Linked DNA regions of Mus musculus: regions 2 and 3 are each linked to region 1. The links are chromatin contacts, called in public HiChIP or PLAC-seq maps. All regions are on one chromosome and are shown on one strand. The core of a region is the stretch at or near the end of the contact, and the rest is flanking DNA. Distances in the headings are between cores, read along the strand shown.

Region 1 (5,009 bases), core at 1,591-4,090:
AGGGGGAGGCCACAGGGTCCTTAAGCCTCCGCTTAGCATTGGATTGCCCAATTCAGTGTCTGTGCCACTAACCGGCTGGGTCAAAGGCCCTTGCAGATGTTGTCAAGCTGTTATGCTGATGAGTGGCTTCAGGGCTATGCGAGGTGCCTCAGAAGAGTGGCCCCCCAGGGAGAATTGCGCAAAGTGTGTTTTCGAAGCCAGCTTTGAACCAGGCTTAAATCTCCCCGGGATGGGGGGATAGATGGGGGCACATTTTTCTCAGCTGTTTTGGTAATCACCTTAAACAAACTTACCCAGTTTGTCAGTATAAACATTACATATATGTAGATGTGTTTGGCTCAACCCCCTGCAGCCCTTTGATGTGTGCACCTGCCCCTTTCTCTGGTCTCTCCTCCTCTGTCGCCTCCCACCCATCCCTGTCTCCGTCTCCAGCAGGACAGAAGAGATGTGTTCCTCTGTGCCCATTGGGGAAGAGTCTTCTCAGTTCCTTCATGAAAGGGTCGGTCTGGAAAGGAGCTAACAGCTCTACCATTTCTGGCTCCTGATTTTCTGCCTGAGTGGAAGGCTTGTCCAATTCAGCCAGTGTGGTTCTGCCCTTGTTTCTCCCAGAACCCTTCCCCTGGGGATCTGGGCAGAGAATGGGAAAGTCTTCAGAAGCCAGCTGCTCTTCCATCACCTTCATCCACGTGACTGATGGGCCAGGCAGGCTGTGCTGCTCCTTCCTATAAGCTATGGAAGTGTTTGCGGTTGTAGTGGGGGAGCTGCACTGGAAGCAGCAGACCAGTATAGGGACAGCAGGATAACCTCTTAGGAGCCTTGCAAGAGGCCAGCTTTGATTAGTTATGATGAAAACTGCATGTGGAGCACCGGAAAGCCAAACTATCCACTACATTGTCACTGAAGAAGCCTCAGTGTGCCATGTATCCAACATTTGTTGGCAAAAAAAAAAAAAAAATGCACGAATGAATGAAAGACTGACTTTAGAAGCCCAGTTTTGAATCTGCATATGTTTAATCTGCCTCTCACATTCCCACCACCCAGTCACAGAGTAAGCCGATCTAATTCAGCCAAGTACTAAAAGACTCTGAGAACTTGGGGGACCTGGGGTCAGGAATCTCATGTATTGCTGGGATTGTTTTAAGGAAAATGGACAAATCTCATACTACCTCTACATTATCAGAGAGGACAATGCACGCACACACACACACACACACACACAAACACACACACACACACACACACACACACACACACAAGGCAGTGGTCTGGTCAAACGAGGAGTCCCGGATCAAAAGGCCCCTTGGCAAACCTCTTACCTTCCACAGACCTTTAAATTCCTCTTTCCCCATAACCTCCAGCATTTCCTCTTCCCCTTTTCTTGGCCAGATGAATAATAATCAACCCCCAGAAACAAAACCTGCAATGACTTTCCTCCCCATGCCCTTCGATCCCTCTTGCCCAGGGCTCTGTGACCTCTACCTTGGGCAGGTGCTGCTTCCCCCACCCCCTTCAGGTGTTTCCCAAGGGAGGAGCCAAGATCTGATGGCCAGCTGTACCATCAGCAGCAGATGGACAAGGACACTCCTTAGGCTGACCGAGATGGGTTGTCACTAGGATTGTTACATGTCTGGGTAGGTGGGTTAGGTTTCCAAGAGTGATTGGCACCAGCTGGTCAGAGGGCCACTTGCTTAGCAGGGTCCAACCTAGGACATCCCCAGGTGGGTTGCAACCCTCCTTTGATTTTTGGACCCATTTTTACCCTGCTTTAGAGGGTCCCGAGCCAGCCACATCCCACAAACATTGGGAATGCAGCCTAACCTCTTAAAATTGACTGGGTCTCAACCAACTCAAAGGAGCTTCGGCCTTCAAATTCTACAAAGCTGGTCGTCCCTTTCTGGGGAACCCAGGCCTGGGTAACAGCAGCTCGGTTGGATTTCCTAGGTCAATTGGGTTCTGCCTGCAGAGGAAGCCAGGCAGCCCCACCCTCACCTGGGAAGCATCCTCTATCCCTGACTCACCAGGAGCTAGGGCCCAGCTGGGACAGGAAGGCGAGTAGAGGGTGGGGCTGCTTTGGAGCCCATCCCACTAGAGGACCACCCCTTCTGCCTCCCTGGAGCTAAGCCTGGCCCTTCCCTGACCCAGATGAGAGGGTGAGGGAACTGGGTAAGAAGGACTCTTGTTCCTCAAGGCTGGCAAGGAAGAGGCAAATGGAGAAGTGAGGGGTGTGTGTGGGGGGGATCACCTGCTTCCCTGTCTGGGAACTTCTCTGATTTGAGTCCCTCATGACCCTCTTCACCTGGTGTGCATTTCTGGATACATTATGCCTTGCTGGGTCTCAGTTCCTCCCATCAAATATGAGGCAAGCAATTTCCCTACCTGCCATTTTCATAATGCATCTTCTGCAGCTCAGAGAGATGGGCCATGTTACATACTTGACAAAAGTGCAGCTAGGCTCCTGGCGAAGGCCACTTCTACACGGCGTACCCAGGAACACCAGCCATGGCACTCATGCCAGGAAGCAGCGCGCCAGAAGCTTTCTGGGGTTGGGTAGGACGGCCCAGACTTTCCTTTGTCTCCTCCTAATTCCTCTTTACATCCCCACATCTTACTTCCGGGATCCTACTCCTGTCCCCTACCTCACCCCATCCATCACCAGGTTAGGGGACTGCTAAAGGACAAGATTGGGGAGGTCTACGTCAGGCTCACCCACCTTGAGGTCAGAGACAATCATCTGTCCAGAGCTAGCCCTGGTCAGAGACTCCCAGCTCAGGCTGGGCCCCACTCAGGGCAAGCAGTCAAACAGCAGAGGCCTGATCTGATCCAAGCACTTCCTTTGGTTAATGAGAAACCAAATAAACAGACTCTGCCCCAGTTGGCTCCAGCAGCACCCTAGGCTGGCCCAGCCCTATTCTAGACCAGCCTCTTTTCCCTCCCCTGGCAAGTCCCACATTCTCAAGGCCCTCCTCCCCCTTCCTTCTCAGTGCTCCCCACTTGTCTGGGAGCTGGGCCTGCTCCTTGCCTGTTCCAGTGGGCTTCCTGCTGGATCCCTCGCTCACACCCTCATCCCTCCTCCTCCTCCTTCCCTCTATCACTTTCTCACCCATTTTTAGCTGGTGGGATCTCACTTTTCCGCCTCCCCTGATAGCTGTCTTAGCCATTGGCAGAGGTGGTCCCTTGAAAAGTTCACAGGCTCCTCTGGGCCCTGCCAGTCTGTACCTCTTGTCAAAGGATGGAAAGCCAACCCTGCTTAGGACCCCTCAGCACTTTCTGACCTGAACACATCAATTACTCATCGACCTGTGGAAGGGAGCCTGGGCAGTCAGTGCTGTTCTAGCTGTAGGGCCTTCACTGCCAGCCAGAAGCCACCAAGTATGCCATGGCGGCACCTCTGGTGTAGCTCCCATTGTGAAGACAGGAAAAGGAAGATTGTTTTGGCTGAGAGGCCAAATGGGCAGTATGAAGTCACCCTAGTGCCCAGTGAGCCATCTTTGGACGTCGGTTCTCTCCAGCTTCAGACATCTTGGGGCAGGACAGGGTTGGGCCTGCCATAGGGTTCCACATTTAGTTCCAACCAGGTGGTGGCAGTACCTGGAGACACACCCAGGTTCCCCATGGGAACACCCCCTCTCCATCAACCTTTTCTGTCTGAGCCTGGTGCCAGCCAGGGCAGATGCCTATGGTCTGCGCCACAGCGGTGACGGGATGGCTGGGGGGAGGGGGGACCTCAGGCTACAGGGCAGCGGAACAAGGAGGCCAAGACACTTAGGAGGCAGAAAGCGGCAGGAAGCACATGGGCACTTTAACGAGCTTGCTTCACAGGACAGCCACTGGCCCTGATCATCTCTGGTTTGGCAAAGGAATTTTCTCACACACACAAGTACAGGCACAGGCACATACAGACACACTATCACACTTCATTCCCCGACATCATGACACTAGTTTACACTCATTTCTCCATGTGGTTAATTTTTTTTTTTTTTTTTAGTTCTCATTTTTTTTCTAAGAAAAAAGCAACAAGAAAATAATTCAGAGTTTATACAAAACATCTTTACATTATTTCTTCCAAAAAAGACTAGTATTTACACAAATGGCAACAGAATCAAAAACAAAAATCCCTTCCGACTGCCACCTGGAAGGGGCTGGCTGTTTTGCTCCCTCTCCCACCTGGCACCGGGGTGGGCAGCTGGCCAGGAGGCAGTGTGGAGGTGGGTGGTGTAAGGCCCAGCTCCTTCCATGGCAGCCCTGGGAGTGCCTGCGAGGCACAGTTGAGTGGCAGTCTGTTAGCAGCCGTGCTGCCAAGGAGCTGGGGTCAAAGTGCACTGCAGGCTGGCCCAGCCCCAAGCAGCCTCTTCCTCTTTCCAGGCCCCAGCTCCAAACTCGGGGCGGGGGGTGGGGTGGGGGGACAGTGGGAGCCATATTGAGTGAGTGGGGGGTGTGTGTGCTTTGTACTAGAACCCAGGGAAGGAGCAGGCCGCCTGGCCTTACACCCGCTTAAGATCTCCACCTTGAACCAAAGATGCCAAAGATAAGGAGAGAACAGGGTGGTGGTGGTGGGGGGAACTCCCAGCTCTGCAGGGCAAATAGCCACCTGGGCACCTCACCTCCCTCCACCCCCCATGAGGTCATCTGCCTGCAGCAGCTCTCCTGTTCCCCAGGCAACAGCCAATTAAGACATTAATTACCGTGAGAGTGAAGGAGGCAGGAGATGCCCAAGAATCCCACAAGGAAGGGATTTTTTTTTTTTTTTGGTAGAAGGGTGGTAGTCACTACCCCACTGCTAGGAACAGCATTGTCTCATGAGGGTCCAAAAAGGAGGGTGGCGCTCTTCTCTCCTCGGTGGGCAGAAATAGCCCTGGCCTACCCTCCCCCACTCCCCTGAACTACTAAGGAGTCTATAAAAGAAATGCCATCCTATGTTTCCTGGCTGGCCACATCCTGCCCCAGGCCCTCTTAGACTGGGTCAGGCCAGGCTCAGAAAGCCTGGGAAGGGGCTGCCTTGTACATTTTCC
Region 2 (5,009 bases), core at 1,044-3,543, 460 kb before region 1:
CCAGAGGCAGTTCCAGCACCATCATGAACTAGCTGTATGGCCTTGCAAAATCTCAACCTCTCTGTCTTTTTTCTTCTTCCCTCAAAAGAGGCTAGAATGGCTGCCTGTAGTAGTAGTACACACATACAGTCCTGGGCAAGAAGATCTCACGTTCAAAGCTAATTGGGGCTACATAATTAAGAGCTTACCTGCAACAAAAAAAAGCAAACCAAACAAAATTACAAGGCTAAAATGCCAAGGTCCATGAAAAGGTGGGATGGGAAGTGCTTTGTAATTGACTGTGGGCACACTCTCTATACATCGTTATTTTTACATCTATCAAATAACAGTTTTGCCCACTTTGCCCTTCAGTAGGCAAAGGGGGGAAGCCTGGCAGGATTAAGGACAGTAGGTAGCAATCAAATGCTCCCCAGACATTACTACCTGCAGCTATCATGGTCTTCAGCCAAACTTATGGAAAGTGTTCTGTAGCCATAGGTAAGGAAGAAAAGAAAACACCCACGGGAACTGCTCAGGACTAGAGCTCCGGAAAGGAGCAAGCGGGGTCAGTCTCCTTTGAAAGCTTTTCCCAATGCTTGGCAGTCCTTGGTTCTTGGTTTGTAAATAACATAAGAAATTAACCAATAGGTCATTGGCATCTAGACCCAAGCATCCTGTCACCATTATGTGTTTCAAATACTCAAGCCACCCAGATCTCTGCACTCTCGTCAGGCACATGCCAATTTCAGGAGTTTCATGTTTCATCTTCTGATGACCTTGGGCTACCTTCAACACCTTTAGCTTTCCACTAAAATGGCCACTGGATTTGAATTTTCCATGCAAAACTGTCCTTCTCTTATGAAGAATAAGCGAGCCCAGTCTCATCAGCCCTGCCCATGACTTTCTTTCCTATCAAGAAAGAAAGACTTTCTTTCTTATCACTGGCTAAGTTCCCCGTGACTTACAACGAGGTCTGTAAAAGCAGGGTCTCTCTCTCTCTCTCTCTCTCTCTCTCTCTCTCTCTCTCTCTCTCAACACTGCCTTGAAAAGGGACAAATGTTTTCTTCAATGAAGTAAAAAGCCCAGGGATGCCTGTGGCACATGTCTGTGCTTGAATCGTCTCTGCTCAGGCTGGACCATTTTTCTAAAAGGGAAATTCCATCCTAGTTTGTTTAGTCATTTAGTGTGCTGCATGTGTATACATGTGCTGTATGGTACATGTGCTCCAGACTCTTAAGGAGTTTCCATGTTGAGGGTGGGGAAGGTGACTGGTACATTTAAAAGTGTGTGTAATGCTGTGAAGAACACCAAACAGTGGCGGGGAAGGGTATGGGACGTGTCCCTAGGCAGGTGTCAGGGTGAAGACTGGTAAGAGCTACCTCAGCTCCTAAGGTAAAACAAAGCAGAGTGGAAGGAGTCCATTGGCCCCAGGATTTCCAAGCAGGCTGCTCCAGTGACATACAGAGGATGCTGCCAAAGTCCTTCTCTTTGCTGAGGCCAAAGTCTCCTCCTACCTTAGACAGCTAGGGCACTCTGGATCACCTATGAATTCCCTCCACTGACCTTGACTATCCCCGAGAATTGCCAGACCCCTTCCCCCATGATGGCAGCCTCTTTCCTTGACTTCAGTCTCCAAGAGTTTGGTCTTTCCTCAGACATGGTGATGACACCCAATGAAGGTTCGAAAAGATGCTGGCTTCTGCAGGGTGTCCAAGCCTGCCTGTGGTGAAAGCAGCCTGTTTACTTTAAGTATCCAGTCTGTCTGTCGGTTTGTCTGTCTTCCCAGATAGCTCATCTCTTCCATTGCTCTGCAGACTGGCACACAGATGCTAAGCTTCTCAGGTTCCCTGTGGGCCAGCTCATTGGCATGGTCTGGCTAGCCACCTGTGCACCAGGTCCTACCACCCCACACTGCTCTCCAGCTCTCCTCTGAACTGCCTCCAGCTCAGCTCCATCAGTACAATGATGAGGTGTCTGCAGCTGGCTGCAGTGAGCTCAGCAGAGCGGAAGAGCAAGGCAGAGAGGCCAGGAGCAAGCACACACTGCCCCAGCTGGCCCTGGAATCTACCAGATGTGCCCCCTCCCCGCCCAGTTTGTCAGCCCAGTGTCATCCTTGCCCTGCTGCTCACAGCCCAGGGGCATCTGCTGAAGAAGAGGTGAAGTCCAGCCGGGAAAAAGGCAAAGGAGGTCAACGCCTGTGAGGATACAAAGAATTGTACGTTTCAAAGACAAATGTCTGACTAACAACTCTTCATAGCTGTACTGCACAGCAGCACGAGGAGGCACACTCTCATTCACCCTGCAAAGGTTTACTGCGCGCAGGCTCCATGCCAGGTCCAAGGCACAGAGGAAACCAGGAACAGGCAGGGACTAGAGTCTGGCAAGACAAGGAGATCTGTCATGATGACACATGAGGGTCAAAGTCCAGACAGAGGCGCAACAGGCAGTCAGAGAGGGTGGCTGTGCTGGGGGGGGGGGGTGTTAATGTGATTTCTCAGGAAAGGGAGCCAGGCTTGGCATGGTGGTGTTTGCCCATGATGCTAGCAGCTACGGTGGGAGGATCGCTGACTCCAGGCCCAGTCTCAAAGCAAACATGGAACCTTTTCACAGGTCCTAAACAATAAACTACAGTGAGCCAGCAGGGGTGGGAAGGGGTGCCCAGAGAACGCCTTGATCGATCTTCCCAGCACCGGGGAAGGCAGACACTTGACTGCCAGTTGTACAGACGATGAAACAAAAGCCCACACATGACTGTGCAGCTTTCCTGTGGGCACACGGATCTTCTCTCTTCTACTGACTCACCTGGGTGTGTGTGTGTGTGTGTGTGTGTGTGTGTGTGTCGGGGGGTCTTATCTATTCTTCACAGGTGAGGGGAACAGGCTCTGAAATGAAGTGTCCAGGAAGACAAACCCTGGTTTCTCCTAGGTTCCAGAGCTGGAGACCTGCTGTTGAGGGGCCAGGGACCTGAAGGAAGGTGAAATCCCACCCCCACTTCCTCCCTTTGGCCTTTCCCCTACCTGCCAGGGACACCCCTCCCCCTCTCCAGCAGATCTTCCTGTGACTGGAGCACAGTTTCAACACTCATCCAGTCCTCCCCTTGAGTCAGACGACAGCCAGAGGAAGGACCCGGGTTTTCTTGGATTACTCAGAAACTATGGTTGACAGAACGCAGGAGCCCATGTTGCCACAGGCCAAGTGTGGCAGCAGCATAGGACCCCAAAGACCAAACCCCCATCAGCTGCCTGCATTCTTCTCTCTACCTCACACACACACAAAATCTGTGGCACGTGGTGCACAAGGAAGGGAAGGAGGGGAGAAGGGTGGCTCCCAGGACTGGTAACAGCAGGTTACTGACAGCTTTGGAGCTTCCTGGATGCTTCTCTCAGTATAACCCTGTGAGTCCACATAAGTGCTGGCACTGTTCTGAAAGGAGGACCATGGGGTTCCAACAGGTAGAAGAACCTGCCTAAGATCACCCAGCATGTGTGTGCACTGACTGCTCAGGACTCTACCGAGGTCTGACATCCAGTCTCCCCTCTGTTAAAACCAAGAGGACGTTGAGTGCTAATAGTGAACTTCTCCACAGCCAGCTGTTGGGAGGACAGAACTGATACCGTGCCAAAGAAGGGCCCTTCCTCACGCTCTTAGCAAGTGAGGGGGCGTTAAAAGGCACTGCTAACATGCTCAGGCACTGAAATAGGGTGGTCAGATTGAGCGAATGAAACAGCAGTACGGCCAGATAATTCAGGGAAGTGGTGAAGATTTCTCCATATGGGTGTATCCTTTTTAGTCTACTTGTCCCCCAAGCCCCATCATAGTAGTTCCCCATGACCAACACACATCCTGCTGCATGCTTTAAATCATCTTTAGATGGCTTGTGATACCAAATACAATTGAAGTGTTGTGGAAGTAGTTGTCATTCTATGTCTTTATACAAGCGCTGTCTAGGCAATGATCCACAAACAAAAGGCTGTGCACGGCTGATACACACTCTATTTTTTCCCAAATATATAATCTACAGCTGGCTGCATCAGGAAACAGAGTTTGCGGATGTGGAGGGTCGAGTGTAGACGTTTACACTACAAAAGTATTCGCTGTTCTTTCTTAGCACGTGTGTGTGGGGATGGGGTGGGGGTTGGGCTTGATCCCTAGCAACATAACACATACACACAGAGAAGTGTTTACTGTTTATGTGAAATTCAAATTCAACTCTGGAGTTCGCTATTTTAATTCGTTAATTGTGTGTGCATGTGTTTGTGCGTGTGCATGCTTGCTGGATTGCATGCATGCATGCACGTACGAGTGTGTGTCTGCGTGTGGCGTGTGATTGTGCATGTGCGTATGTGTTGAGCTTACAGGACAATTATGTGAAGCAGCTCTCTCCTTCTGTTTTTACACGGGGTCCAGGGGTAGAACTCAGGTTGGTTGCCAGTCTTCAAAGAAAGTGCTTTGACTCAGTAAGCGACCTCACAAGCCCAAGATACTCTATAGTACACAGCAGAAGTCTAAAGACAAAGCCCCTGGCCTAAGTACCAAGTCTGCTGCTCCTTAGCTCTACAACCTTGGGCAAGCTTGAACCCGCTCCCCTCCCCCACAATGGCAGGGCCTCAGTTCCATCATCTCAGCTGCTAAGGACAACTGGGAAGGCAACGTGAAGTGATAGACTGCAAGCCCTCTGCAGTAAACACCCGTTCTTTCTGCCCTTGCAGCCAGCCTGCTTGCTCCTTACTTGGGACATACAGAGAAAGGGGAAGAAGAGCCAAGAGTCCTTCCTGTCCCTGCTTCATGCTTAGCACAGCTAGCCAGCTTTCCTAATGGAAGTCTACTCTGCCCTACAGAGGGCTGCTCCCACCTTGGTCCTGCTAAGGCAATGGAAGCTCACTGTAGTGAATGTCCATGGTCACGCCGCTGAGCCAATCCACTTGACCTGCTTGCCTCACTTCCTCCGTTGTCCTCAAGCTGAATCCCGGATTGCAGTGTGCTGTGCAGTGTACAGTGTACCCTTGGCTCAGGTTTGGGAAGATCAGCCT
Region 3 (5,009 bases), core at 1,246-3,745, 380 kb before region 1:
GCAAGGTCTTGTTATGTAGCCGTGGCTGGCCTGGAACGCATGTGCTTCCTCCTTGTGTACTACCCCTCCTGAAAACCTGGTCCATTCCAGCTACTTCTTGCCCTTACATGATCAGTCACTTGGATGTCTACAGATTTCGAGGACCTACTTCATGGCAGTGAAGATGAGGAATCCAAAAGGCGACCAACTTCCCTAGCTACTGGACCAGCTCTGGCTGTGACCAGTTTGGTTCACTCTGGAAAACCTCTCTTGCAGATTGCCCTAAGATGCCCCCACAGACTACATACACTGTTTTCTAGAGGAAGGGGCAGTGATAGCCAGACAATGCATGTGGCCTCAGAACTGAATCCAGCTGGGCACCTCTGCCACCCTGTTCTTGGTTCTAATATATCCCAATCTCCCCGTCTACAGATTAGGGCCACAACTAGTTCTTGCTTCACTATGACAATCAAATGAGATTGTGCAGAGAATATGGCTGGTGCAGGATCCAGCACCCGGTAGCTTCTCCAAATGTTTCCTTCCCTGATCTCAGGTGGATGAAGTTCTGAACCAGGTACCTGAAGAGTCTATAGCAGGTCAGGCTTGAGTAGCCTGCACAGGAGTGGGGAGGGGTGAGTTAGGTCGCTTTCCTGCCCCCTCCCCACCTGCCTTCCACTCTCCCCATCTACCCCCACCATTTTCTCTGTCTAAGGCACCTGGGAGTTGCCTAATTAGAGCTAATTAGCTTCTCCTGTAGTAAAACCCCAAGGATGGGAAGGCTCTGGAGCTCAGGACTCTGACAGTAATCATGTTAAGCAGATATTTATTTATCCCTTTATTAAGCAAGCCAATTAGCATGTAAGATCTGAGAAGCTGATTTGTAGGCCCGGGAGCAGAGCACATGCTCTCAAGCCTCGAAGGTCCTACTTGGGACTCTTTTGTGACTTGTCACCTCCTAACCTTTCCAAAAGCAAGATCATAAAAAGGCAAAATTGGGAGGAGTCACTAGACATGGGTAGAGATAGGAGGCCAAGGGCCAGAATAGAGATAGGAGCTTGCCTGTGCCCACACAATGAATGCAGGTGATTCCTAAGAAGGTAGAAGGTGCAGGGAGCCCTGTAAAGGTTATTGCTTTGTAGCGGGGATGCATGGAATGTTGAAAGTGAGTGGTCAGGAGGGACTTCATAAATGGGGACATTGGGTGAGCAAGGACATTCTGCCAAAGCACTGGAGCCAAGGTACAGAAGTAGGAAAGTGCACAGCATATGAGCATAACCGAAGCATGTCATTTATTCTATCAGTATCCTGGCAACGGTAGAGCAGTGGAATTGTGCAAAGAGCTCAAAGAGGCTAAAGCTACATGCTGAAGACTGGGATCCAGCTGGCCAAGGTCAGCATGGCTAGTGGCAGGTAGGAGGGAGGATGCTAGCTTCTGTGTGGGGAGATGATGGGTCTGGAGCCAAGAGGAGGGAGGGTAATTGGAACTCTAAAGGCATTGCAAGGCTGGGGAAAGCTGTGAATCCACGAGCCACTTAAGCTGGGCTTCTTGCACGCTACCACGAGCCAGGGCAGGCAACATGCCCTGGAGATGCTCCCGAGTGAATTAGGCAAGCAAACATGCTAAAGAAAGGCTTGACAGGGCTGGGATGACTCAATGGAAGAGTACTTGCATAGCATGCACAAGGCCCTAGGGTTCCATCCCTTACACTGCCATGTAAATGACATGTATATGACAATCCAATGCAGTAAGAGCTGAGATGGAAAAAGAGTTCCAGACCAAAGCAAAGAAGCCTAGAGGTGTGACTAGGGTTGAGTTTTTACAGTTCTTAGTATCTGCACATTTGGGTTTATATATCCCTCCCATGCCATAAGAAGGGAGTTTTGTTTTGACTTTTGATACAGGGTTTCACTATATAGCCCAAACTAACTAGCCTTGAACTCTTGATCCTTTTTTCTTCCCCCCTGGAGTACTAAGATTTCAGGCATATGCCATCATACCCTGCAAATATGTATCTTTTGATTCCTCCTAGTAACTCAGTGGACCAGAGAGTATTACCACCAGCTTATAGGTAATAGAAATTAAGGCTGCACATGATAAAGCAACAGCTGCCACCATAGGCTAAAGTATGAACCTTCCTTCAACTGTAGCTGCATCACGTACCAGTTGGACCATGAATAAATGGTGAGCATCATGGAGCCTCACTGTTCTTCCCATCAAATAAATAATGCCTCTATCAGATTCATTCAGCAAATAAGTATAGAGTCTCTAGTAACAAGCCACAAATGTCAGTTTACTTACTCCCTGCCCATAAAAGACTTTCTCAGGCTCATACAACTTGCCAAGACTCAAATCTAGGCTCTTTGAGTTAAAAGCCCCCTGTGTTGGTGAGATGTACCTTGTCTCTGTAGACTCATCTATGCTTTATCACCTCCAAGGGACAGTGAGAGAACAGCTATGCTGACTCAGGCTGACAGCAAGGAGGATGGCGGCTAGACACTGGCATGATTTTGCTGACAATGTTGTGAATCATCAACCGGAAGAGCTGCAGCTCTGGGAACATGGGATCTCTAAGGGGAGGAATAGCCCCAGTGAGTGTGATTGGGAGAGGTTGCCCTATCCAGAGGAATAGGAAACGATGAGATCACCTATGCTGCAGACTGGAAAGAGCCCAAATAGGTCATCTGGTCCAGGGCCTCTGGGCAGAACTGTTCTAAGACCAGACTTTATTAAAGACTTCCCTACAAGGTCTCCAGGGGAAAACATTCCTCAGCCTCCCTTGGCCACTCAAGAATACATTTTCCCAGCTCCGTTCCAGAACCTTCTTTTTTTTTTTTTTTTTTTTTTTTTGGCTAGTTTCTCCTGCTGCTGCCCCTGCTTCCTGTGGCAGAGTTACAAAGCTGCTGGGCCACTTTGGGCCACTCAGCTCACTAAACATGAAGGGACGATAGCAGCTTCTGTTTGCCAACCCCTAAGGCTCAATTTCAAAGTCACCAGCTAAGACCCTCCACAATGTGTCCCACCCAGCTCCCTGGGCTCAGCTGTCCTTCACGACTTCCAGCCTGGCAGGCTTGCCTGGCTGACTCTCAGCCCACTGCAGTCCACCGTTTCAAGACCTTCAAGTCTCTGGAAGCAGACTGCTCGGAGGAGCCAGCCCTCATTCTTCCAGAAAGTCTCTCTCCTACCCCCGTCCTGTTCTGTGCTTACTTTGCTGTCTGATCCGCATGTCAGAGTAGTACTGGGTTGTGGGCCAAAAACTGGTTGAATGTTGGCCATTTCATAGGGTTCAAACCAAACAGTGTGTCTGTTTTGGCTTCTCGGCTGTAAGGACAGTACTGTGCTCATCTCCACACCCCCCCTCCACGCCCCCTCCACACCCCCTCCACATCCCTCCCCCTCCCCTCCTCCCCCCTCCTCCACACACACTCAGATGCCTGGAACATTGCCTTGCGAACCAAAGGAGCCAAAGCATGCGTATTGAATTCTTTGAATACTCAGGATAATATCTGGGTGAGGTTCCATTCATACATTTTGTGTCAGCTACTCCTCATAGCCAGGGTGTAAGGAAGGTCCTCTTCCCTCCTTGTTTGTAAAACAGGGCAAGTGATGTACAATGAAGTTATTTGGTCGGGGCCAGGTGGCCACCATGATCTGGGCTCACCAATCTCATCAAATATGGGTAGACTTGGCCTGAATTGTGCCATCATATGAAGGGCACACAGAATCTGCATAATGCATACACATTACCAGGCTTCCTCAAAGATGCTCCAGCCCTAGACCTCCCTCCCATCCCATTTTCCTCGGGTCTTCTGGAAATCAGTGATTGATCAGGTATTGGGGAGTTTGTGAGACATCACTCACATTCTAAGGGCTACCTAGCCACCGCCCTTCTTCCTCATGTCTTTTCTGGCTTCTCTCGTGTACCACACAGCTTTACAGTGGGGTATTTCTGGGCCCAGTATGTTCAGAGTTTATCAAAGCTGCTTCTTGACATAGGTGAGAAGGCACTCTTTACCCACATTCCCCTCCATGAAGGGGGGGGGGGCTCGAATTTTCTATCCTCATCCTTCCCCAGAGCCACAGAAGGAAGATGTTAATACGACTGGTATTATAAGATTATAGTGCATAAATAAGCATTCTTATGGCGTGAGTAACCAACTCAGTTATTGTGTGCTGGGGCTTGCACACACTAAGTCAACATTCTACCACCGAGCCGCAACCACAGCCACAACCACAGCTGGACATACTCACTTGAAGGTTTATTAGGAAAACAACAGAACCAGCCCAAATGATATAACGGATCTTGCTGCTCAGTTTGGCACAAAGGTTTGTGTTGTCCCCAAGTAAGCCCAGTTAAAAGAAAGTAGTTGCCAATCAATTAGACAAGGATGGAACGAATGGGCAAGAGCCATGATGACAAGATGTGAACAGTGCTTTCCCCACTTCCAGTCACAGAGCAACCTGAGCACTTCTGCTGAAGAGGATTTACACCTGTAGGGAGAAACTGAAGCAGGAGGATCTAGGAACCAATCACTTTCAAGTTCTTTCTGTGGCCAGAAACAAAACGGAATCCCCAAAAGAAAAAGGACCTCACCCACAGTTGTGATCTTCAGCATTTAGCCAAGTGCTTGGTACATCACTACTCAATAAATACTGGATCTATACGTGCATGAGTTTTGGAGACCTTGAGAAAAAGGAATTCCCATTGTCAGATGTCACAGTGAAGATTATATGAGGTAGCTTAGAGCATGTCACATTGGGCCTGGTACACAGCTGGCTCTCAATTACTGCTGTAGCCCTTGGGAGGAGGGAGGCTAATCTGGGCCTCAGGTAGGGAAGGCAGGCCAAGATTCCCCAACAGCTTGCAGCTGAACCGCAAGGTCCAGGGTCTTCTAGGCCTGCACAGTTACTTGTATCCTTGTTCATGCAGCCGGGGTCAGGGGCACTCATCTGATTGGGATTGCTTGTCTAAGATCTCTCTTTTCAGTATGAGCTATGCCCCCGAGGCAGGCTGCCCACAGCTGGCTATTTC

What was found. HiChIP or PLAC-seq counts read pairs in DNA pulled down with a chosen protein or histone mark.
Region 2: a contact with region 1 is called in a FOXA1 HiChIP or PLAC-seq map of pancreatic cancer cells. The contact joins two enhancer-like sites. A contact is called at or near these places in 2 of 115 datasets of contacts at active chromatin or transcription factors (embryonic brain and pancreatic cancer cells) and 1 of 9 other capture datasets (embryonic stem cells).
Region 3: a FOXA1 HiChIP or PLAC-seq map of pancreatic cancer cells shows a contact between it and region 1. The contact joins two enhancer-like sites. A contact is called at or near these places in 10 of 484 Hi-C or Micro-C datasets (the CH12 cell line, ECoMG myeloid progenitors, the P5424 cell line and 5 more) and 4 of 115 datasets of contacts at active chromatin or transcription factors (embryonic brain, embryonic stem cells and pancreatic cancer cells).

What each region holds. Positions count from the first base shown.
Region 1 is chrX:99,147,967-99,152,975 of GRCm38.p6, reverse strand. It overlaps Efnb1 (ephrin B1), which reads right to left. Exons shown (of 5, transcript NM_010110.5): 5 at 3,954-5,009. Among named protein-coding and RNA genes, the nearest start is that of Efnb1, 14 kb to the right of the region's middle. Within about 2 kb of position 2,840, at least 53 of the 459 cell types and tissues checked have an H3K27ac peak or open chromatin away from gene starts, as enhancers often do. A contact at or near this core is called in pancreatic cancer cells, where this site is marked.
Region 2 is chrX:99,602,610-99,607,618 of GRCm38.p6, reverse strand. No RefSeq gene overlaps it. Among named protein-coding and RNA genes, the nearest start is that of Gm31155, 48 kb to the right of the region's middle. Within about 2 kb of position 2,293, at least 23 of the 459 cell types and tissues checked have an H3K27ac peak or open chromatin away from gene starts, as enhancers often do. A contact at or near this core is called in pancreatic cancer cells, where this site is marked.
Region 3 is chrX:99,528,932-99,533,940 of GRCm38.p6, reverse strand. No RefSeq gene overlaps it. Among named protein-coding and RNA genes, the nearest start is that of Gm31155, 26 kb to the left of the region's middle. Within about 2 kb of position 2,495, at least 46 of the 459 cell types and tissues checked have an H3K27ac peak or open chromatin away from gene starts, as enhancers often do. A contact at or near this core is called in pancreatic cancer cells, where this site is marked.